7 separate regions of the Mus musculus genome follow, and all the other regions are linked to region 6. A link is a contact called in public ChIA-PET, HiChIP or PLAC-seq and promoter capture Hi-C data. All regions are on one chromosome and are shown on one strand. Each heading gives the region's core, a stretch centred on a gene start, on an enhancer-like site or on the middle of the called end of the contact. The rest is flanking DNA. Distances are from core to core; before and after follow the strand shown. Region 1 holds the start of Sin3b (transcriptional regulator, SIN3B (yeast)). Region 2 holds the start of 1700030K09Rik (RIKEN cDNA 1700030K09 gene). Region 3 holds the start of Ap1m1 (adaptor-related protein complex AP-1, mu subunit 1). Region 4 holds the start of Smim7 (small integral membrane protein 7). Region 5 holds the start of Slc5a5 (solute carrier family 5 (sodium iodide symporter), member 5). Region 6 holds the start of Fcho1 (FCH domain only 1). Region 7 holds the start of Kcnn1 (potassium intermediate/small conductance calcium-activated channel, subfamily N, member 1).

Evidence for each region. Promoter capture Hi-C pulls out the DNA fragments that hold promoters and counts their contacts. ChIA-PET counts read pairs in DNA pulled down with a chosen protein or histone mark. HiChIP or PLAC-seq counts read pairs in DNA pulled down with a chosen protein or histone mark. Capture Hi-C pulls out chosen DNA fragments and counts their contacts.
Region 1: a contact with region 6 is called in an H3K27ac HiChIP or PLAC-seq map of double positive thymocytes, with 2.6 times the contacts expected there. The contact joins the promoter of Sin3b here to the promoter of Fcho1 in region 6. A contact is called at or near these places in 1 of 39 promoter capture datasets (erythroid cells) and 1 of 115 datasets of contacts at active chromatin or transcription factors (double positive thymocytes).
Region 2: a contact with region 6 is called in an H3K4me3 HiChIP or PLAC-seq map of bone marrow-derived macrophages, with 5 times the contacts expected there. The contact joins the promoter of 1700030K09Rik here to the promoter of Fcho1 in region 6. A contact is called at or near these places in 2 of 39 promoter capture datasets (cranial neural crest and pre-B cells) and 2 of 115 datasets of contacts at active chromatin or transcription factors (bone marrow-derived macrophages and double positive thymocytes).
Region 3: an RNA polymerase II ChIA-PET map of memory CD8 T cells shows a contact between it and region 6, with 60 read pairs. The contact joins the promoter of Ap1m1 here to the promoter of Fcho1 in region 6. A contact is called at or near these places in 4 of 39 promoter capture datasets (the 3T3-L1 cell line, the C10 cell line, pre-B cells and 1 more), 1 of 484 Hi-C or Micro-C datasets (B cells), 5 of 115 datasets of contacts at active chromatin or transcription factors (the 230-238 cell line, large pre-B cells, memory CD8 T cells and 2 more) and 1 of 9 other capture datasets (embryonic stem cells).
Region 4: a contact with region 6 is called in a promoter capture Hi-C map of liver, with 2.2 times the contacts expected there. The contact joins the promoter of Smim7 here to the promoter of Fcho1 in region 6. A contact is called at or near these places in 3 of 115 datasets of contacts at active chromatin or transcription factors (large pre-B cells, memory CD8 T cells and pro-B cells) and 2 of 9 other capture datasets (adipose tissue and liver).
Region 5: a contact with region 6 is called in a promoter capture Hi-C map of neural stem cells. The contact joins the promoter of Slc5a5 here to the promoter of Fcho1 in region 6. A contact is called at or near these places in 2 of 39 promoter capture datasets (hippocampal neurons and neural stem cells), 4 of 484 Hi-C or Micro-C datasets (CD8 T cells, LSK cells, the MNK3 cell line and 1 more), 5 of 115 datasets of contacts at active chromatin or transcription factors (astrocytes, bone marrow-derived macrophages, double positive thymocytes and 2 more) and 2 of 9 other capture datasets (liver and macrophages).
Region 7: an H3K27ac HiChIP or PLAC-seq map of double positive thymocytes shows a contact between it and region 6, with 7 times the contacts expected there. The contact joins the promoter of Kcnn1 here to the promoter of Fcho1 in region 6. A contact is called at or near these places in 2 of 115 datasets of contacts at active chromatin or transcription factors (double positive thymocytes and memory CD8 T cells).

What each region holds. Positions count from the first base shown.
Region 1 is chr8:72,721,790-72,724,948 of GRCm38.p6, forward strand. Sin3b (transcriptional regulator, SIN3B (yeast)) reads left to right here and starts at 1,481. Exons shown (of 19, transcript NM_009188.4): 1 at 1,481-1,619; 2 at 2,255-2,361. The coding sequence starts at 1,521.
Region 2 is chr8:72,442,424-72,445,574 of GRCm38.p6, forward strand. 1700030K09Rik (RIKEN cDNA 1700030K09 gene) reads left to right here and starts at 1,457. Exons shown (of 8, transcript NM_028170.2): 1 at 1,457-1,566; 2 at 2,327-3,047. The coding sequence starts at 2,328. It overlaps Calr3 (calreticulin 3), which reads right to left and starts at 1,355. Exons shown (of 9, transcript NM_028500.3): 1 at 1,170-1,355; 2 at 972-1,073. The coding sequence starts at 1,260.
Region 3 is chr8:72,238,460-72,241,597 of GRCm38.p6, forward strand. It overlaps Ap1m1 (adaptor-related protein complex AP-1, mu subunit 1), which reads left to right and starts at 1,559. Exons shown (of 12, transcript NM_007456.5): 1 at 1,559-1,784. The coding sequence starts at 1,743.
Region 4 is chr8:72,569,478-72,572,508 of GRCm38.p6, forward strand. Smim7 (small integral membrane protein 7) reads right to left here and starts at 1,571. Exons shown (of 5, transcript NM_172396.3): 1 at 1,527-1,571; 2 at 1,397-1,438; 3 at 489-541. The coding sequence starts at 1,552. Tmem38a (transmembrane protein 38A) reads left to right here and starts at 2,346. Exons shown (of 6, transcript NM_144534.2): 1 at 2,346-2,750. The coding sequence starts at 2,627.
Region 5 is chr8:70,891,368-70,894,147 of GRCm38.p6, forward strand. Slc5a5 (solute carrier family 5 (sodium iodide symporter), member 5) reads right to left here and starts at 1,390. Exons shown (of 15, transcript NM_053248.2): 1 at 938-1,390; 2 at 285-350. The coding sequence starts at 1,294.
Region 6 is chr8:71,724,080-71,727,235 of GRCm38.p6, forward strand. It overlaps Fcho1 (FCH domain only 1), which reads right to left and starts at 1,602. Exons shown (of 28, transcript NM_028715.3): 1 at 1,554-1,602.
Region 7 is chr8:70,855,724-70,858,871 of GRCm38.p6, forward strand. It overlaps Kcnn1 (potassium intermediate/small conductance calcium-activated channel, subfamily N, member 1), which reads right to left and starts at 1,285. Exons shown (of 10, transcript NM_032397.3): 1 at 1,209-1,285.

The DNA of each region.
Region 1 (3,159 bases), core at 231-2,730, 1.0 Mb after region 6:
AAGTAGTTTCCTCTTCTGATTTCCACCTTGTTTAAATTTAAAAGTTGTTTTATGAATATATGGATATTCAATTGGCATGTATCACATGTGTACCACATGTGCCTAGTGTCTACAGAGGTCAGTGAAGGTGCCAGATCTCCTGAAATTGGAGTTACAAGCAGTTGTGAGCCACTATGTAGGTGTTTGGAACGGAGGATAGGTCAGCCTGGAAGCAGAGGTCCCATGATCCAGGTTTGCACACATTTGTGAACGGAATCAAGGAATGTCACTCTGAGAGGAGTTAATGGGTAAAGAGCTTGCTCTAAGCAAGCAGGAGGATCCAGACTAGGGGCTGTGACCCCAGCACTACTGTGGAGACAGGTGGACCCATGGCCACTGTATCAAGTGAAGACAATGAGCTACAGGTTCAGTAAGAGATGCTGCCCCCAAAACACAAGGGCTGGGTGATAAAAGATTGTGCCCATCTCTGGTCTCTGTACACACACACACACACACACACACACACACACACACACAGGAGTGAGTTTACCTACACATATGTACACACACGTGCACACACACACATACACACCCAGTGCAAGAATTCAGTCCACATGGCTCTTGAATGGATGCTGCTCACCTACAGCCCATTGCTGTATCAACCTCACAGAATAGACATTCAGAAACTTGTTCCAGAAAGCACCAGAGCCTTGCAAATATCACTATTGAGGTCTTGGGTCAACACAGACATCTAAGCTTGTTTTCCCTCTCTCTCTTTTTGAGACAAGGTCAACACCTAACTGTCATTTTTTTTTTTAAAGATGCAGTCTTTTTTCTTTTTTTTTTTTTAAGTTTTATTTATTTAATGTATTTGAGTACACTACAGTGAAGGTTGTGAGCCTTCATGTGACTGCTGGGAATTGAATTTTAGGACCTCTGCTCGCTCCTGCCAACCCTGCTCGCTCCTGCCCAAAGACTTACTTATGATTATAAATAAGTAAACTGTAGCTGTCTTCAGATGCACCAGAAGAAGGCGTCAGATCTCATTACGAGTGGTTGTGAGCCACCATGTATTTGCTGGGATTTGAACTAAGGACCTTCGGAAGAGCAGTCGGTGCTCTTACCGTTGAGCGTTGAGCCATCTCTCCAGCCCCTAGAGATGCAGTCTTAACTATGTACCCCAGTTTAGGTTAGACCTCTCAGTGGTCTCCTCTCAGACTCCCCGGTACTGAGATCACAAGCGAGCCTGCACACTGAAATGTGAAGTTTATAGAATTAATGCGTTTTGAAATATTCTTCAACTTTGCTTTACTTTCTTTCCCTCCAACAAAACAAATCAAAAAACACTTTAGGCCTTCCAGGTGGCCACAGACCCCCAGGGCACATAAGTTGAGAAAGACCTCCCGCCCCGTCCAGCAAGGCCCTTATGTGGACACTCCCCTATTTGACGCCACGAGTCTCCACCCCCTAGGAGGCGGGGCCCGCGCAAGCGCGACCAGGGCTCAGGCGGAGGCGGGGCAGAAGCGGCTCTGACTTCCAACATGGCGCATGCAGGCAGCGGAGGCTCCGCGGGCCGGGGATTCGGTGGCTCCCGCTGGGGTCGTTCGGGCTCCGGAGGGCACGAGAAGCTGCCGGTGCACGTGAGTGATGTCCTTAGCCTCTTCCTGGGGACTCGGACCCCCGCGGGGATGGCGCCCCGCCGTGCGGCCCCGCCTTGGCCTCCTCTCTGCGCAGCCGGGCCCGGGGACCCCACACCCCTTCCGCGGAATCCTTCGGTCTTCGCGGCAGCCCCTCGGTTTCCCCCTAACAATTCATTTCCGCCGCTCCTCGGACTTCTCAGAGATACAGAGGTCTTTCTCGACATCTCTCAGTCATTCCTGCGATCCCTGTCATCCCCGGGACCCTTCGGTGCACCCCGAAAACCTTCGATCCTCCTAGTTGGCCCGTAGTTTCCCTTTTACGCCCCTCGGTCTTCCAAGGGATTTCGCGTCCTCCTCGAGACCCTTCGGTCGTCCCCGCCGGTCCTCGGTCCAACCCGGAACTCCTCGAGGCCCCTCGGGACTACCCGCAGGCTCTCGGGACTACCCGCAGGCTCTTGGTCCTACCCGCAGGCTCTCGGTCCTTCTAGTCGGACGTCGGCCCTCCCAGTAACACCGCAGTTATCCTCGCGGCCCTCTGCTGCCCCGTGCCACCCCTCTTCTATCCCTGGCCTTCCAGCCATCAGTCACTGCATCGCGCGACCCTGGCCCACCTCTGGCCTTCTTGTTCCCCACAGGTGGAGGACGCTCTCACCTACCTCGACCAGGTGAAGATCCGCTTTGGCAGTGACCCTGCCACCTACAACGGCTTCCTGGAGATCATGAAGGAGTTCAAAAGCCAGAGGTAATCTGCAGGGCCTTGTACACCCAGGAGCTGGGGGCTGAGCCCTCTAACCCCCAAACCAACTACACTGTGTCTCCTCAGCTGTTAATCATGCACAGGATTGGAGGGCCCTGGGAATCTCTTCTAAAACAGTCGCAAGATGAGGTGGTTCTGAGGAACTGATGGGATTCCTGGAAGGGGTGAAGGAATTGGGGAATCGAGGCCTGAACAGGGAGTGTTGGGTGTAGTCTTTATTTAAAATGTTGATTTGGGGGTGGGTAAGATGTCCCAGAGGGTAGCAGTGCCAGCCACCAAGCCTGACCACCCGAGTTTCAGCCCTAGAGAGATGAGAATTAACTCCTACAAGTTGTTGACCTGCCCTTGAGATCTGTGGTACATGCCCAAATACAGAAAATAAATGGGGTACAGATTTTGATTGTTTGGGGAAGCATTTTTTGTTAATACTGCAGGAAAATATTACTTATGATCTCTTAGCTCTTGTCCCTACGATGCTTTTCAATAGCACTTACTAATCTGGAACCAGTGTGGTATGAACAGGAACTGTTTTGTAGACACAGAGCAGTTAGGCGTATTGGGTTGTTTCTGAGTTAATGTCCGTGTCTTCTAGAATCTTCTGGGAGGTGTGGCTTGGTTTAGGTAAGGGACTCATCCTAGTGACAGGTGGGTGGAGCTAGAACCCAGGCTGTCAGTCAGACCGCTTCCCACAGATCTTGGTACTGACCTGCCTGTCTGCTCTCAGGAAGTGTAGACGGCCTGGGCTGGTTTCTTGTGGATATTCAGGGTACTGAAGCCAGAAGA
Region 2 (3,151 bases), core at 207-2,706, 720 kb after region 6:
GCAGGTGGATTTAAGAGTTTCTAGACATTCAGAGATACATAGAGACCCTGGCTCAAAACAAACAAAACTAAAAACCTAAAGAAAATACAATTTAATTATTTATTTATTCGTTCATTTTGTGGGGTTGGGGCATGTGCCAAGGTTAGAGAACAACTTGTGGGCATAGGTTCTCTCCTTCCACCCTGTAGGTTCTGGGGATCAAACTCAGGTTACCAAGCTTGGCCACAGGCCAATCTAGCTGGCCCCACTTTTCATTTTGATTTCCCCTCTTTTTGTTTTGTGCCAAGACCTGGCTGTATCTTAGGGTGGGCCAGAGCTCACTCTATAGCTAGGCTGGTCTTGAACTTGTGATTTTCCTGCCTCATGAAGACCCTGGAGTGCTAGGATTCTAGGTTGTGCTACAGCATGGTTCCAATTTTCATGAAGTGAGATGATCTTGGGCAACTACTGAAAAATGCCAACACAGTCATTCCTGTTGACTCCAGTTGTCATTCCAGCACTTTCTGAGCACCTCCACTGTCATTCCAATCCACACTCAAGGTGCATACTGCCTCCAACATACATAGATGTGGAAAAAGTAACCAGCACTTGGGAGGCTGAGAGTTAGAGCCATCTAGGGCTACATGAGACTGCTCAAAGACTAAACCAAAACACACTTCGGTCAATTTTTTTTTTTTTTTCTTTTTCCAAGACAGGGTTTCTGTGTAGCCCTGGCTGTCCTGTAACTCACTCTGTAGACCAGGCTGGCTTCGAACTCAGAAATCCACCTGCTTCTGCCTCCTGAGTGCTGGGATTAAAGGCGTACGCCACCACCGCCCGGCTACTCTGGTCAATCGTAAAGGAATGTAAACCCAAACAGGGTATTGCAGAGCCTGCATGTGCCTCAGTGTCCTGGCTTGAACGGTGGGTGCGTTGTCAGGGTGCCATGAGGTTTCTAACTCTACTCTATTTGCTCCCGATTCTACACTAACCTTTGTCTTTCTCTTTATGCCCATAGAACTTCCCCGATGAGACTCTGAAGTGCCCAAACTGGGAGTCATTGGTGGACTGCACCCAGCGGTTCCTCCAGCGCTCTGTGGGGAGACAGGAGGGTTAGTGGTGCAAAGCGCACGGGTCCATATCATAGATGGTGGACACAGGCCACCAGCCACCACGGCAATCGCCTTCACCTCCGTCTAGAAACTCCTCCTGGAAGTACACAGTGGCTAGTGCCACGCGCAGCACACAGATGGCCCAGAGCAATGCACGAGCCGAGACCATAGCTGCACGTGCGACTTCAACTCTCTGCTCTCAGGCGTCCGTACCGCTTGACGGGCGCAACTCAGAAACTACAACTCCCGGCATGCCTTGGGATTATGACCTGGGGACGCTAATGGGTGCGCTGAAATTACTGGTCCCGTGACGCCCGGGATTGTGACCTGAGTTGCTCATTGGTGGGTGGAGCGCGGTGGCCGACGGGAAATGTAGTCTCTAGTTGCTCTGGCGCTGTCTCCTGAGGCAACCGCACACTGGGGCCTATACTTTGAGGCTGAAGCCTAGCGGGAAGAAGCCAACGCAGCTACTCAGGTGACCTCACAGTGATCAAGTGGGTTGGCAAGGGGCTTCAGGAAAACGGGCGGCATACCCACACCAGAGGTTCCTCATCTGGAGAGCGATGGGGCATGATCCCTTAGGGCTTGCAAACAATAGCGAGGAAACTGAGTATAGGCAGTGTTATTAGCATGGAGAAGAACTCCAGGTGCTGTGTGATATGGGTCCTCTCAGTTGTGTATCCTGGTTACAGGTTCCAGAGCAGGTACAGATATAGGTACGAATCTGGACGCCTGTCCTCAAATCTCTCTGAGATTCTTTGGTTTTTTTTTTTTTTTTTTTTTTTTAGATTTATTTATTTATTATATGTAAGTACACTGTAGCTGTCTTTCAGACACTCCAGAAGAGGGCATCAGATTTCGTTATGGATGGTTGTGAGCCACCATGTGGTTGCTGGGATTTGAACTCGGGACCTTCAGAAGAGCAGTCGGCGCTCTTAACCACTGAGCCATCTCACCAGCCCCGATTCTTTGGTTTTGAGCTCACTCAACCTTACCAGTTCTTATGCCTGTCCCACACGCCCTACAGCTTATTAAAAGAAATACTTTTATCTGGGTGGTGGTGGCATACACCTTTGATCACAGCACTTGGGAGGCAGGCCTGATCTAAGGAGCTCCCAGGAAAACCAGAGCTATACAGGGAAACCTTATCTTGAAAAAAATAAAAACAAAACAAAAAGTATACTTATACAGTGAAGTACTTTTAAAGGCTGAAAACACAATCTTTATTTTCCTAGAATGGCTTCCACAAGAAGACCCTTTGGCCCTCCACGTAGTGGTTTTGACTTAAGGGATATGTTCTTAGATAGCTCGAGGATGGAAGAGATCAGAAACTTACAAGCCCGAAGTCTTGGCCAAGTGACACCTGGGCAGAGCAGAATCTTAAAGAGAAACCAAACGATGGACGAGAAATATTTGATGCCCAAAGAGGAGGCCATGGCAGGGAGGGGGGTGAGTCTGGGCTTGAGGCCTCCCACCATCTCCTCCAAGACCAGAGCCAGTGAGGCCCTTAGGAAACTGGCCCAGATTGAAACCAAGATCCTGAATCGGAAGCAGGTGCCCATGGCTTGGTCTGATGTGGAGTCTGACTCCACATCCATCGAGCAGAGTCTTCCTAAGAGGACAGGTGCAGCTTCTGTTTCTTCCCAGTACCCACACAGAACTTTCCAGAAACAAGTGAACAAAACATGTGTGTCAAAGAGCGATGGGCCGAGTGGTAACGGTAGCAGGTTTCTGAAGAAGAAGGAGCTGCCCACTGAAGCGAGGTCCCCAGGGCTGGCAGTGGGGACAGGGAAGCAAGCTCTGCTGCCCACAAAGAAAGAATCTGCCAGTGACGAGGAGGAGGAAATGCTACTGCTTAGAAGCTTGATGGAATCTTCTAGAGAAAAAGAAGCAAATAGAAACCAGGAGCTCCCTGGCTCCAGTGTCAGCAGGAGCAACCTTGGAAAGGTGTTCTTGGTAACGTATTCTTTTGTTGGTTTCAAATTTTACTTTTTTTGGGGGGGTGGGGGGCAGGTTCTGGTAACAGAGCCTAGGGCTTGCTTTGTACCAAACAGCTCCTT
Region 3 (3,138 bases), core at 309-2,808, 510 kb after region 6:
CATAGAGATATAGACTTCTGAAATTCTAAGATTAGAATTACTTACAAGAAGAAGTGGGGAATGAAGAATGAAAAATTACTGGCCTCTTGTAAGAACATGAATTTTTTACCTCGGAGCCCACCCCCTCCCATCTAGAGATTGTTCTCGGAACACTCCTAAACTTTTCACCCCAAAACTCCTCACCCTAAAGTTCGAAAAAACTGTTCCAAGAACATTTTTGAGATAAAGGCCTCCTGACGTAGATTCCTTGATAGGACATGACTCCTTAGTTACCTAGATTCCTTTGGCAGAACTCCCTAGTGATGTAAACTTGTACTTTTCCTGCCCAGTTCTCCCCCTTTGAGTTTTACTATATAAGCCTGTGAAAAATTTTGGCTGACTGTCGAGACTCCTCTACCCTGTGCTAAGGTGTATGAGTTTCGACCCCAGAGCTCTGTGTGCTTTCATGTTGCTGCTTTATTTCGACCCCAGAGCTCTGGTCTGTGTGCTTTCATGTCGCTGCTTTATTAAATCTTACCTTCTACATTTTATGTATGGTCTCAGTGTCTTCTTGGGTACGCGGCTGTCCCGGGACTTAAGTGTCTGAGTAAGGGTCTCCCTTCGGGAATCTTTCACTATGTGTCACACAAGTAAAAAACCACACAAAGTAAAAAACAAAAAAAAGCCCTTGGGGCGGGGAGGAGTGTTGATGGGCTCCTTTGATCTCTCGGTGGCAGAAAGGTGGTTAAGAATGGCAGAATTTGCCGGGCGGTGGTGGCGCACGCCTTTAATCCCAGCACTTGGGAAGCAGAGGCAGGTTTATTTCTGAGTTCAAGGCCAGCCTGGTCTACAAAGTGAGTTCCAGGACAGCCAGGACTATACAGAGAAACCCTGTCTCGAAAAAAGAAGAATGGCAGAATTAAAATTTAATCAGCCTTACTTTGGTTTTGTTTTTTTGAGACAGGGTTTCTCTGTATAGTCCTGGCTGTCCTGGAATTCACTTTGTAGACCAAGCTGGCCTCGAACTCAGAAATCCGCCTGTCTCTGCTTCCAGAGTGCTGGGATTAAAGGCGTGCGCTAGCTACCACGCCCGGCTCAGCCTTACTGTGAATTAGGCACAGGCTAAGTTACACACGTGCTACCCTGGGTTCACTGGGGCAAGACGGGTGAAGCCCAGTCAGTTGAGAGGTTGACAGTGACAAGTGATTGCTGATAAGGCTGGATTGCCATTGGGAGACTGACTTCCTTTAAGCGCCACCTAACGGCGAGTCACAGTCAGTGACGGGATATTAGTTTACTTGACTTCTGCAGAAAGCAAGGCTGTCTCGAAAAAACAAAAAAAGAAAAAGAAAAAAAAAGGCTCAACTCCAAATCGGTTCCGCTTTCAGCGTCTTCTCACAGCAACAGGCTTGGAAGCGTCCACCTTCATTCCACAGCTAGTCCTTCAGGTACAAGGAGTAATGACAAAGCTGCCCCGCCCTGGTCCTCCAGGCCCCGCTCTTCAGGAAGGCCACGCCCCCTGACTTCCGGCCCGTTTGAGCTATGGGTGAAAAATACTGCCAAAAAGTTCCTACTGCGCTTGCACTCAGTTACGCGCCTGCGCACTTGCGGCTCCCTTCAGACCGGACATAACGGTCCACGCGCTGCTTCATGGACCGGAAGTGGAGGGGAAGTGTCTCGGGGCGCGCCGGGCCTTGCTGAACGCCCGCAGTTCCTGCCGTTGCCGCCGCCCTCGGCTACTGCCGAGACCTTCCAAAGCCGCCATGTCCGCCAGCGCCGTCTACGTACTGGATCTGAAGGGCAAGGTACTGAAGGGTTCGCCACCCTCCGCGTTGCCAGGCAACCAACGGGCCCTCGCCCTGTCAGGACCCACCCTGTTGCTAGGCAACTGGCCGACCAGCCCAGCTAGGGCGTCAGGCAGGCGGGGCAGCCTCACTTGCCAGCCCTACCAAGTTACTAGGAAATGGGCGGTGGTCTTTCCGCGAGTCCCGCCCCATTGCTAGCCAACTTGGTGGGCTGCGGTTGCTAGGTAACTGTCCGCTTTGCCCCTTTCCCTTTTTGTTCGCCTGGGTACCGGACTCTAGCTTCTCCTGCGAACTCCTGTAGCAGGACCCTGCGCCCCGGGGACCGTGCGACCCTTGGCCAGAGGCGTGGCGGGAACTATGGCCTTAGGTCGGTCCCTCGCTCCACAGGCTTCAGCGTTCCCTAGAGCCACTGAGCTTCCTATGACATTAAGAGAAGCGGATGATAAAAGTGTGGTTTTAAGAAGGGCGTGGTGGCGCACGCCTTTAATCCCAGCACTCGGGAGGCAGTCAGGCGGATTTCTGAGTTCGAGGCCAGCCTGGTCTACAAAGTGAGTTCCAGGACAGACAGGGCTATACAGAGAAACCCTGCCTCGAAAAACAAAAACAAACAAAAGTGTGGTTTTAGAGGGGGAAACAGTGCCTAGAGTCACACTGATTACTGGGAAGTAGCGGCCTGGAAGCATCCTCGCCAGGCAGGTGCTAAGCCCAGGGCCACCGTGGGTTAGCCTAATCTGTCATAGCTCAACTTAGTCACTTGGAAAAAACAGAAATAGATGAATACCTATTGGGGCCATGTCTTCATAATGGACTAGCAGCTGCAACTGAAGAATCAGGGAGAGCTATCCTGACTGGGAATAACAAAGACTGCTGAGACATGAAGGCCCTGCACAGAAACAGGACCCTGGCATCTTGCCCAGCGTTATCTGAGAAAGAAATCTTCATTTGTGTGTTTCTGCGGGTGTGTGGAGGAAGGAGACCCCTGCTACTCTTACATGGGCTCTTGTTATCGAACTCGGGTCACTAGACTGATTGAGCTAGGCTGCCTGAACCGTTAAAACGCATGGATCTGCCTGTCTGTACTTCCCAGCAGAATCTGACTTTTTCCCTCTCTTGGTTTTATGAGACAAGTTTTCTCTGTGTAGCTCTGGCTGTCCTGGAACTCACTCTGTAGACCAGGCTGGCCTTGAATTTAGAGACTGACCTGCCTCTGCCTCCCAGGTGCTGGGATTAAGGTATTTGCCACCACCACCTGGTAAGCACCTGGCTGTTACCTGGGATTTGGGTATAGAGTTCAGGTCGGATATTTGGAAAATACAGACTGAGCTGTCTCCCTAGCATAATGGATGGTTTTGTG
Region 4 (3,031 bases), core at 321-2,820, 850 kb after region 6:
AACTCTAATCATATCCACACTTGTCATGGAAAGGACCTCTGCCATGTCACATCAACCCACGCTGGCGGCGGCAGCAGCGGCAGCGGCAGCAGCGGCAGCAGCAGCAGCAGCGGCAGCGGCAGCAGCACCTTCCTGACACCCACTTTCACTATCCCTCCAGAACACCCTCTGAATCGCCCTGGGCTGAGTCCCACAGGGCAGGATCACTTTCTTTACCCACACCCCGACAGAGCAGTCAGCTAAGTGGCTGGCAATATGGTACGCACTCAATAAAGCTGATGAACAGAGCATGGTGGAGTACTCTTGTCATTCAAACACCTAGGAGGCAGAGGCAGAGGCAGAGGGAGCAGGCATTCAAGGCTAGTCATGGCCCTCTAATACCACATCTCAACAATAAAAAGGAAAAAGAGAGGAAAGCGCAGGTTGGTGAGAGAGAACAGGCACCCTGGAATCGACTTAAAGTGTTGAAGGTAGAAAGACATGCTTACCTGTGCTGGGTTCCTTCGATTCTTCCCCAAAGCCTTGTGTGTCCTTCTTTTTCCTATAAAGAACAGCAGATAACTCCAGCTTTCCGTGAAACATAAACACCATCGGATTTCCTGACCCTGACACTCAGCTAGGAAGGGCATGAACTTCAGCTCTGCCCCCGACTTGCAGTGTGACCTGGGGCAGTGATACAACCCTCTGTGAGACACTCTCAACCAGCCTAGTCCATCACAGCTGGGTGTGCAGCCACAGACAGGATAGAGTGGGTCCAAGAGCCAGAAAGGCATTCTTGAGGGATAAGCCTGAGCATGAGGCTCTTTGGAGATGCAAGCAATCCCAGGGTGCAGATTTTTTTTTGTTTGTTTAATATTAATCTGCAAGTAAGAATGAGTGTGCCGGGCCGGGCGTGGTGGCGCACGCCTTTAATCCCAGCACTTGGGAGGCAGAGGCAGGCGGATTTCTGAGTTCGAGGCCAACCTGGTCTACAGAGTGAGTTCCAGGATAGCCAGGGCTACACAGAGAAACCCTGTCTCGAAAAACCAAAAAAAAAAAAAAAAAAAAAAAAAAGAATGAGTGTGCCATCCCGCAGCAGTTGTGTGGAGATCAAAAGGACAATCAACAGGATTTCTACCATGGGGGATCCGGGAATCGGACTCAAGTAGTCAGGCTTGGCAGCAAGCGCCTCTGCCCGCTGAGCCGTTCCCTGGTCTAGAGAGTACAGATTTAAAGATCCTGGAGTGATACAGAACTGTCAGAGCCTGGTGAAGCAGCGCGGAGGCGTGGCTAGAGGTAGGATTAGTGGGGCGTGGAGCATGCACAGGGCGGGACTGGCGGTGACCAAGGGTGTGGGCGGGGACTGGCTGTGGGAGGGCCTGGCTGTCTGGGACACCGCCTGTCGCGGCCTACTCACAGTTTAAAGTTGAGCACAGCCCCGGCGTTCATCAGTAGCGTCCTGCGGAGGGACAGTAACGGTCAGTAAGGGTCACCCCCACCCCTCTGACTGCCACTCTCCGACCTCTAACACCCCTCATTCATATTACCCGAACAGCAGTATGTCTCCGATCATCCTTACACCCAAGGCGTCCGTCAAACCGGAAACGGAAGCCGTGATGAGGGGCGGAAAGTGGAACGAGAACTGACCAATTCTGAATCAGCATTGGTTGGGTTCGACTGAGGATGTAGCATGATGTCACCTACAGGGCGGAGCTTGGGGTGCGCGCGCGCATGCTCAGTGTTACGTGCCACAGCTGGTCCCTGCTGTTGATGCCGCTCGGGGGTTGGTTGGGCTATGGATTCCGGGCTACAGAAATTGCGCCCTTGACCCTTGAGCCGCCCGTGAACGGCTTGGATATGGATATGGGCGCGGCAGATGCCTGAACTCCAAAAGGACTCCACTTGGGTCCCCACGGAGAACTGCGATCCCGGCTCAGAGTGCATAGAGTCAGGATGACCTCCTGCCTGAGTTGTACCTCCCACGGACCTCCCAGGTCTGACTCGAGTAACCCCACGGAGAATGAGAGTCCTGACCGGACAGACTTACAGAACATAAGGCCTGGATTAAGGTCTACAGAGGATGGATCTTAACTTGTGGGGCCTCCTGAAGCGGGAGGGTCCTAACTTAGTGGATCCAGTCTGGGCTGGGGTCCACAAAGAGGAGGGTTCTGACTTGTGGAGCCTTTTAGAGAGACAAAACCAAACAGAACGTGAGGGTTTGGTTGAGGTCCCCTTGTGGGAGGCGGGGTTCTGACTTTGGATCCTCAGGAATGAAACATGATATTCTTGGCTGAGATCTTCCGAGGGCGCGGGTTTTGAGGGAAATAGGGGTCCTGAATTGGTTAGTCCCATGGAAAAGGGACAGGATTCTAACTACGCAGATGTTTAAGGACAAGATTCCCTCTTGTGTGTGCTGGATGCAGGGGACAGATCGCCTTTTTGGCTCTGTTGAACGAGTTCTGACGTCCCTACGGCCCCGCATTTTGGGCTCCCGGCTGCTAGGAGTCCCCCACCACCCCTCCTCTCCCGAGGGGTGGGGGCAGGCGGGGGGCGGTGCCTGGCAGTGGGGCGGGCTCAGTGGCGAGGGAGCATTCGTCGGGCAGCGGGGCGCGGGACGCACGGGGCCGGGGAGGCGCCCTCCATCGCCATGGACCTGATGTCAGCGCTGAGCCTGGGCGAGCTAGCGCTCAGCTTCTCGCGGGTGCCGCTCTTCCCTGTTTTCGACCTCAGCTACTTCATCGTCTCCATCATCTACCTGAAGTATGAGCCAGGTGAGTCGAGGATTGTAGGAGTTACCAGGAGGGAGGTTGCCCCTAGCTTGATGATGGAGACGAAAGGAGGAGACAGGCTAGATCCTGGAGCTGGATGGGGGAGGAGGCAGAGGCTGAGATCGTGGAGTGCTCCCACGCTCGCGCAGGTGGAGGAGCGAACCCTGGGGACAGAGGCGCTGTGGAAAGGAGGCTGCAAATGAGGTGGGAGGGAAGAAAAGGAGCGCTCTTGTTTACGGTTAGGAGGACAGGTGCTGCGGGGTTGGGGTTGAGGGCGGGGGCAA
Region 5 (2,780 bases), core at 140-2,639, 830 kb before region 6:
AACGGGTTGGAGGCAGAAAGAAGAGAGCGCGGATCAGGCAGAAAGGGCGGAGCCAGGTTGCAAGAAGGTGTTTTTAGGTAGGATGGGGTGGAGCTAGGTGAGAGGGTGCCCATAGGCAGAATGAGGGCAGAGCTATAGGCGTGGTCCTTGTATGTCCCAGAGAAGCTTAGCTCAAGCTGGAAGGGGGCGGGGCCAGGTAGGATGAGGGGTGTGGCGTGAGGTCAGGTTGGAGCGGGCTATGATAATTGCTCGTGTGGGCGTGGCAGGGCGGGCAGCTCGCTCACCGTGGCCACCAAGTACTGCAGCGTCCCGCAGAGCCGGACCGCTCGGCTGAAGCGCAGTTCTAGGTACTGCAGAGGGAGCCAAGGGCTGGAGGTTACCGGGCAAGTGACCCCTCAGCCATCCTCACTGTTTCTACTCTGTTCCGGAGTGCCCAACTGAGCTTACAGAGTCTCTGTGTAGGTTAAGCCGGCTTGGAACTCGCAGCAATCCTCCTGCCAAAGCTTCTCTAGTACTGAGATATCACACATGGGACTTCATATTGTCGCTACACTTGTTGGACCGTTGTTTCAGGGTGCCTAGTTGCGCCCTCAGATTTGAAACTGGGGTATCCCTAGGGAGTCCAAACTGGCCTGGTACTCATGGCAATCCTCCTGCCTCAATCTCCCTAGTGCTGAAACTGCAAGTGGATGCTATTCCGTTTTCACTACAGTTGTTGAGCGTTTGGGAAATCCTACACCTCACTGCAGGCGTTTGAACTCTGTCGGGCGCCGGTGGGTGGCTGGTACGGGCACTCGCAGGGACAGGTGTCAGCGGGAGGCCACTGCCCCGAGGCTGCTGCGAGCTGTGGGGCCCGGACTGGCTCTTCCTCCTTCCTGGCCCTGCCCGGTGCCCGCGGCATCTTCCCGGAACCTTCCCATGGGACCAAGTCCCCTACCTGGTAGGTGCTGGTAAGGCCCAGGCGGTAGAAGATCGGCAAGAAGAGCAAGGCTGTGAGCAGCGAATTGAGCAACTGGCCCACGCACATCCACAGAAACTTGAGACCGTAGCGCGCTGCCTCCGCGGGGACCCCGAGCACCTGCACAGCCGACATGAAGCTAGCGGCCAGCGACAGCCCCACAGGCACTGCCGCCAGCTGCCGGCCCCCGGTGAAGAAGTCGTCGGCGCTGCGCTGGCCGCCGCGGGCCAGGCCGACCCACAGACCGATGCCCGTGGACACCAGCAGCATGGTCGCGAACACGCCGTAGTCCCAGGGGCCGAAGGTGGCCCGGGCCCCTGCCTCCGCGCCCTCCATGGAGACAGGTAACTCGGAACGGAGAGGATGCGGAGGACGTCGGGGACTCTCAGAGCGAGCGTCGTCGCAGCGCGAGTTCCTGCTGGGCCGTCGACCCACAAGCTTTTCGCGCGGCGGATTTATTGGGCTCCGGGGTCAGCGCGGCCCCGCCCCCAGCCTGGGAGGCGGGCGCGACCCGCACCCTTTCCGTCCTGGGGCGAGCGGGCCTTCAGGGGTGCGGGCAACGGGGTTGGGGGGACACTAGCGTCTCCTGACACTTTCTCCCACATCTAGGGCTTGTTCCGTGTAGAGTTGTGAACAGACAGGAAGGGCCTTGGACGGCTCAGACCTCCGCTCCCCTCTGTTCACACAGCCTGCGGGAGTTAGGAACCAGAGCTACGAGGAACCCAGGACTGGGGTTCACTTTCGGGGACTTCCGGGCCCCATAAGGAAAAACGAGACTCGAGCCTTCCCCCCAGAGAGCATCTGCCTTTCTCCGCAGCGTGGGAGAAGGAACTGTCCACCCTTGCTAACCCGGTGGGAGGCACTCAGGTTCTCTTTGGAGAATTTCTTCCTTCTGTTTAGGACTCAGTTTCCCTACCTGCACAGGGCAGTCTGGACCTATGGTTGTATGTGTGTGTATGTGTGTGTGTGTGTGTGTGTGTGTGTATGCGTGTACGCACGCGTTTGAGGCTGAGTCTCATGTAGCTCAGGCTGGTATGGAGTCCTGACCAAGGCCCACCCTACCGGCAGGAACACAAGTGTGCACTACACCTGACCTGGCTGTCCTCCCCTTTCCTGTTCTCTTCCTTTCTTTCCCACAGGCTGACCACAAAGGTGTGTCAATCCTGCCATGGCTTCCCTAGTGCTGGGATGACAAGTGAGGGTTCATTGGATACCCATTTCTCCCTTCTTGTCGCAGGTACTTTGGCATACCTGGGTCCAGAACAGAAGTTTGCTGATAGTGGCTTTCAAGGGACCCAGGGCTTGGGATGATGCAGAACTGTCACCGGGACCCTTTTCTGGAGAACTGGCCGTTTCTGGGGTGTTCAGGGTTGATTCCCTATTGAGCCACGTCTGTACTTCCCGGGTGGTCTGATAAGTAAAACTAAGGCACACGCCCCCTGGTGGCCTCATATGCTGTATACTGGCTGGACTGCCTGCCTGGAGGTGCTGGTTAGGAGGGAGGCCTGGCTAGGGCAGTCTCCTAAACCTAGGTGGCAGGCGGGCTTGAGGGCATTACTGATGAGGTTGAAAGGGCTTTTCTCTTCTTATTAGACTTTATTTTATATTTACATGTGGGTACACTGTAGCTGGCTTCAGACACACCAGAAGGCGGCACTGGATTCCATTACAGATGGTTGTGAGCCACATTGTGGTTGCTGGGAACTGAACTCAGGACCTCTGGAAGAGCAGTCAGTGCTCTTAACTGAGCCAATCTCTCCAGCCCGGGGTTTCAGGTTTTTGCAAGGCTTCAGAATGGGTAGAACTAAGATGAGATGACACA
Region 6 (3,156 bases), core at 352-2,851:
GGGGTTGGATACAGGCTGGCTGTGCCCACAGCCATTGATCCCTAGTGTGACCCTCACTGCCTCCCCTCCCACACCAGCCAGAAATCTACAGGGAAACTGAGGCCACTGTGCAAGCCTTCCACTGAGTCATTTCATTTGTCACACATACTTTGAGCACCACTGTGTACCCAAGTCCTTGGGGTGCTAGTGACACTGGTCACACCCTTCAAAGACATCTCACTGCCTCCTTGGCTGTGACCCCATTTAATGAATGCAATATCATAATTACTATCATAGGAGTGGGTGTTTACGGCGCGCTGTCACTCCCACAACCACCTCTGATCTTCCTACAGACTTTCAGTCCACTTCACAGAAGGCTCAGTTTAAGTCCAGTCTGGGCACACAAATTTGGGGGTGTCAGGCTTCCTGCCTGGGACTCACCCTACTATCCTGCAAGAGGCAGGGACTAAGACCTGACCTTCCACTTGGGACCCCGCCCAGGAACCAGCCTAGGAACCCTATTGTAGGTGATGGTATGTGGGTCAGGGTGTGACCTGGGCAGCCACATGGGTGGGACCACAGTGACAAAGTCTGGGTCTTGATTGGAGGCCCGTCCATCTTATGGTCAGATAGAAACTGTCCTCTGCTGGCCTTAGGTCTCGCTGCTCCGCCCCAGGCTAGACTGTATCCATCAATCAAAATCATGGTTTGTTTTGTTTATGCTTTTTTAATGAGGCAGAGTCTGTGAATGTAGCCCAGGCTGGCCTCAAGCTGCAGATCTTCCAGCCTCAGCCACCAGAGGATTGTAATGACCACACCAGGCTCAACCCCTTTTAAAGTGCCAAAACCAGAGTGCCCTAACATTTGACTAAAGATTGTGGTCCCCATCTGGAGAAAATGGGGCACAGGTGTTGGGAATTTGAGACAGATAGTCTGGCTTCCTCAACCTCTATATTCTGAGGAGGAGACTAAGGATCAGGGAGGTGCTGTCACCTGCCCAAGGTCACCATGAAGCAGGTCCTGCGACGCTGAGGGCAAGTGGAGGGGCGGCCATCCCCGACCTTCTCTGCACCCCATCCTCATTCACCTAGACTAATTCTGTCCCTTGGAGCAGATGCCGGCTGCCCCCCTAACAGGGCGCGGGAGTCCCTGGTGCAGGCTCCAGGCCTCTCCAGGCCCCGTTCCCCCGGGAGGGGATCCCGCGCTCCATACTCCAGATACCCCGCAATTCCACCACACTCGCCCTACAGAACCCCCACCAGCCTACCAACCCTAGAGCGGGTGCAAAGGAAAGGAGGAGACCCTCGTTCCCAGGCGAGGAAGAGGGGCAGCGAGGGAGGCGGCCCCCAGCTTAGGGCCAGGCTAGAGACCCGGAAGAGGGATTGGGGGTCCTGGGGGGGGTCTCAGCCTCCCAGCCCAGGATTGAGAGATGCCATAGAGTGGCGCCCCGCCTTCTGCAGACGGCACCTGCGCTCGGGCCGGGTCAGGATGGAGGCTGCGTCCCCGCCCCGCACCCCGCCCCCGCGTCCTGCACCCCGCACCCCGCACCGGAGCCCCGCGCCGGGGACACTCACCGCCTCTCGCGGCGCTACCTGCGCGCTCCAGACCCGCGCCCCGCCCTCCCCGCGCGCTGCGGAGCGCGCTGCTGGCCCCGCCATGGGTGTGGTCAGGAGGAGCTCCGCCCCGCGGTGCTTCATAAACCCTGCACTGGTTGGCTGAGCCTGGAAATTCATCCGCAGGCTATTTGCATATTTTAAAGTGACAGGAGAAGCTCCTTGATCTCTGCACCTGTCAAGTCTCTCGGGAGACTGGGAGGGAAAGAGGGGATAGCTTTTATTAAGTACCTACTGCATACATGGCTCTTTGGAGAACCCCTCCGAGGCTGTGAATTAGGTGACATTTAATATTGAGCCTCATTTTACAAACAAAGGAATCAAGGAACATGGCTAGGAGTTGCTTTGGAGGTCATATAGCAACTCTGGTCTATCCATTCATGTGACATGCCATTTATTTATTCAGGCTGTGTGCTGGTGATGAAGCCAGGCTGCCCCAGCATTAAGCAAGAGCCACATGTCCACTCCACTCCCATATGACAACTTCGAGAGACTTAACTCCCCGGCCTGGGCTCCGTTTCTTGTTCAGGGTCACATGGCAGCATGATGATCCTCAGGACTACTGAGCCATCTCTCTCCCTGCCCCAGAAGCACCTCCAAGGAAGTGGGACCACTGGCCTGGGCACAACCAGAAAGCTAAGTGCCCTTCATCTCCAGTACATGCCCCTGCAGCCTTGGACCCCAGACACCTCAGTTTGGGCATTTTCCTGTGGTGGGAATCAAATCCAGGTCCATCCCAGACTGAGGCTGCCCCACTTCTTACTTGAACCATCTACTGCAGCTCTGCCCCAAATGATGCCGGGTTCTGATGGCAACCATACATAGCTAAATACTAGCTTCAGGGCCGGTGAGATGGCTCAGTGGGCAAAGATGCTTGTAGCAAAGCCTGGATTTTTTGAGAGAGTCCTGAAAAGTATCCTCTAACCTGTGGCATGTGCACACTACCAATGAATCAATTAATCAATTTATGCATCAATTCAAACAATAAAGATTAAACATTTAGATAGGCCCCACACCCAGCTGACTGGTGACCATCTGCCACAATTGGTAAGATAGCCCGCTCTCCATTCTCCATGCTGTTCACATTTTTCACATGTCCTTTTGTTGGCCCAAGAGCCCTCGAGTCACCTTTGGGTTCTGGGATTTGAGAATGGTAAGAAAAGCATCTCTCTCTCTCTCTCTCTCTCCCTCCCTCCCTCCCTCCCTCCCTTCCTTCCTCCCTCTCTCTCCTCCCCATATGTGTGTGGATGTGTGCATGCATGCCATTGCTGTGTCCAGAGCTGGAGTAGGGTGGGTTCCAGGGGCTGAAGCAAAGCCATCAGAGTCGGATGGAACAGGTTTTGACCTGTGATCACTGTCACCTGTCATTGACTGGTTCTAGGCAGGTGCTGGTCTAGAACTCAAGACTTCCCAGGCCCTTTCAGGGGTGTGCACCCCCATAGCAGCCCTCATTCTCGACATGACTCAGTCGTATCTCCGTGATGAGGACACAGGAAATGGGAGAAAGTTTCCCCGAATGTGGACTATCAGGAGGAAAAGTGTGATTGTAATTGTGTGTGTGTGT
Region 7 (3,148 bases), core at 35-2,534, 870 kb before region 6:
GGTGAAGAGGCAATATGGGGCTGTGACTCAGCTGTCTGACACATATGCCAAGCCTAGGTGCTGCCATGTTGTTCCCTGAGACAGCCTCTTCCTGGGCAGGCTGGCTGGCACAGGACAGATGCAGAGCAGGCAGGGCTCAGTGACCAGTCCTGGGCTGGCTGTGTTTTGAGCCTCCAGTTAAAAGGACTGTCTGTTGCCCCAGGCACAAGGGGGATACCTCTTCTGGTTTTAAAAAGAAGAGCAAAGCTGAGGGAGGTTGGGTGGCCCCTGGATCCTCTGCCAGCACCGAGTCAGACACAGACTAAGGGACACAGCCTGGCGGTGGCTGAGGGCAGGACCTTGACAGGGAACCAGGCTGGCTCTGCCCGAGTGGCTGTGAGCTGAGGACAGAGCTGCTTTCTGTCATGGAGCCTGGGGTACCAGCTCAGTCCGTTTTCTCTTGTCTTCTGTAATTTTATTTATTTACTTTAGAGACAGGCTCTCAATCTATAGTGCAGGTTGGCACTGTGGCAAACCCCAGGTGCTGGGATGGCAGGTGTAAGTCGCCATGCTAGGACTGGTGATACATACCTATCAAGAGGTGCTAAACAGCAAGGCTAGCCTGGCCTTTGAGGCCAACTAGGGCTACCTGAGAACCTGTCTCAAAATAAAATAAAATCGGATCAATAGGTGTCCCTTGCTGTGAGTCTCAAGGAGGCACCCACCTCCCACAACTCTTGTAGGAACCACAGTGATAACGGCTCATGACAGAAACTCCCAAGACACTAGACCTGTGTCAGGTGGCCTCCCCAGCAGCTGGTGGGGAAATGGAGTTGAGGAAGGGTGCCAGAGCTCTTCTCACCAGGCTCACTGACTCCTCAGGGTGCCCGGCTCTGCTTGCCCTTTGCACACCGGCTACCAGGGAGCTTACAAGGCCAGTCTGGCAGCCCAGGTGCTGTCACTGAGCACCTTGACCTCAGTTTAGGGTGGCCGAAGAGTGCTCATGTCACTGGCCGTATCACATCCATCCTTGTGCATGGACTTTATGGACTCAGCGTCTCCCACTCGCAATCTTCCCTCACCGGGGGACACGCGCACCCTCTCTTCTGTGTCCCTGACCCCTGACCGCGTGGCAACACCATCCCCAGCGTCGTCCCTAGTCGCATAGCCCAGGGACCCGCTATTACTGCCCCCCCAGCCCCCTCACCCCCGCTTCCTCTCGCCAATACCTGCGGGCGGGGACCTGGACCCTCGTGCCAGCGCGTCCCCGCCGAGACCGGCCAGGGAGGGGGAGCAGCGCCGCCCCGTATGAGCGGCGCCTTGGATTGGCTGAGTGCACCAGGCCCCACCCCCATGACCCCGCAGGCTCCGCCCATGCTTAAAGCTCCCTCCTGGGCACTGGGCAAGAATAAGAACCCCGGTGATGGGCATCTGTGCACAGGCAGCTGGCTATTGCAGGTGATCCTGCACACCTGGACCTCATCTCTGGGGACAGACAAGCCCGCTCACCTCAGGGACCCCGATCTTAAACCCTATTAGCCTTGCGGGCAGAAAGAGCTCCAGGCAGCTGCAATCATCAGGGCTGGGGAGACCCCCGAACCTGCTCTGCCCCCATCATTCAAGCCAAACTTACAGAGCTCACTCATGAAAGTTTTTGTTTTGAATCAAGGTCTCACATAACCTAGTCTGGCGTCAAACTCACTGTGAAGTACAGGCTGCGCTAGAACTTACCAGGGAGTCCAGGTTAGCCTTGAGTGGCCTTGAAGTTCTGTTCCTTCTCCCTTCACCTCCTGAGCGCTGGGACAGTTTTGGGCCCCCCTTTCCAGCTCATGCAACATTTTTTGTGGTCTTGGGTTTTGTTTGTTTGTTTTGATAGCTCTGTAGCCAAAGCTGATCTTGAATTTACTCACTGAAATCCTCCTCTCAGCCTACTTCCTAAGGTGCTGGAGTTTCAGGTGTCTTCTAAGACATCCCAGAGACCAAGGAGTCTAGTCTCCGCCCCTTCAGTCACGTGATTACTGACAAGCTGGGGAGCTGAGGTTTGCCTGCAGCCGAGCGATGAGTGTGTGTATCCCCTCCCTAATCCCCTCCCCACCCCCACCCCAGCCACCCAGCTCCTGCTTCTTCCTGGCCCAATGTCTTTGCAGTTTAGAGGGCCTCAGGAAGGACTGAGGGGCAGATGTGTGGCCAGCAAGTGGCCTGGGAGCAGTGACAGCACTGAGCCCCAGCAGAGCCACCAACAGAGTGACAGTCCAGGTGTTGGGGACCACATCTGCACTATCCACATAGGTGGAGCCAGATGGAACCAGCCTGGGGTGATAGATGTAAGCAGGTTCCAGGAGACACCACAGAGGGACAGGCCAAGAGCACCAGGTTCTGCCTCCAGCCCCTAAACCTTCTGCATGTGGCCACCTCAGCCTGTGGCTGTGGGCCTTCCCTGCCTACCCCCTACCCAGGAATTGTTTTGCTTTTTGTTTTAGAAAGGGTTTCATATCTGTGAGGCTCAGACTTACTATAGAGCTGAGGATGGCCTGGAACTGGCCATCTTGCCTCTACCTCTCAGGTCCTACCTGACAGGATAGGCCTGGGCCACCAAGCCCCATTTGTTCCGTGCTAACAACAGAAGCCAGGGCGTCATAAACACTGGCAAAGCACTCAGTCTCCTGAGACACACCTCAGCCTCTCACAGCCCCCAGGGATTGGGGGCATGCCCCCGTTTGTCATCAAAATTGGGGTGCTCACTGTCCATCTAGCTCTCCTCCAGGCGCCTGTCTCAACATGCACCCCCATGGTGCCTGTGACCACAATCAAGGAGTTCACAGGCTCAGCAGTCACTGCCTCTAAGACTTACCCCTTCCCTCTTGGGGCCCACCCTGCCTTTAAGGAGCCCCTGGAGGAGGAGGTATCCTAGCAACCAGTTGGGGTGGCCTGGAGGCCTCTGGGCACCTCAGCCCTGGAGATAGATGAAGCTGGTGGTGGTAATGGGCAGGGTGGTTCTGGGCTTGAGTGCAAACTGGCCACACCTTCATCCTAGGCATGGGCTCCAGGGGCCATGGTGGGCGGGAAGGGGCAGAGGAGCCACGGATACACTTAGGACACAGTTACACTCCTGTGACAGGAAACAGCTTTGCAAAAATTGTCCTTTGGAGACTGCTGAACATGAGGCCCT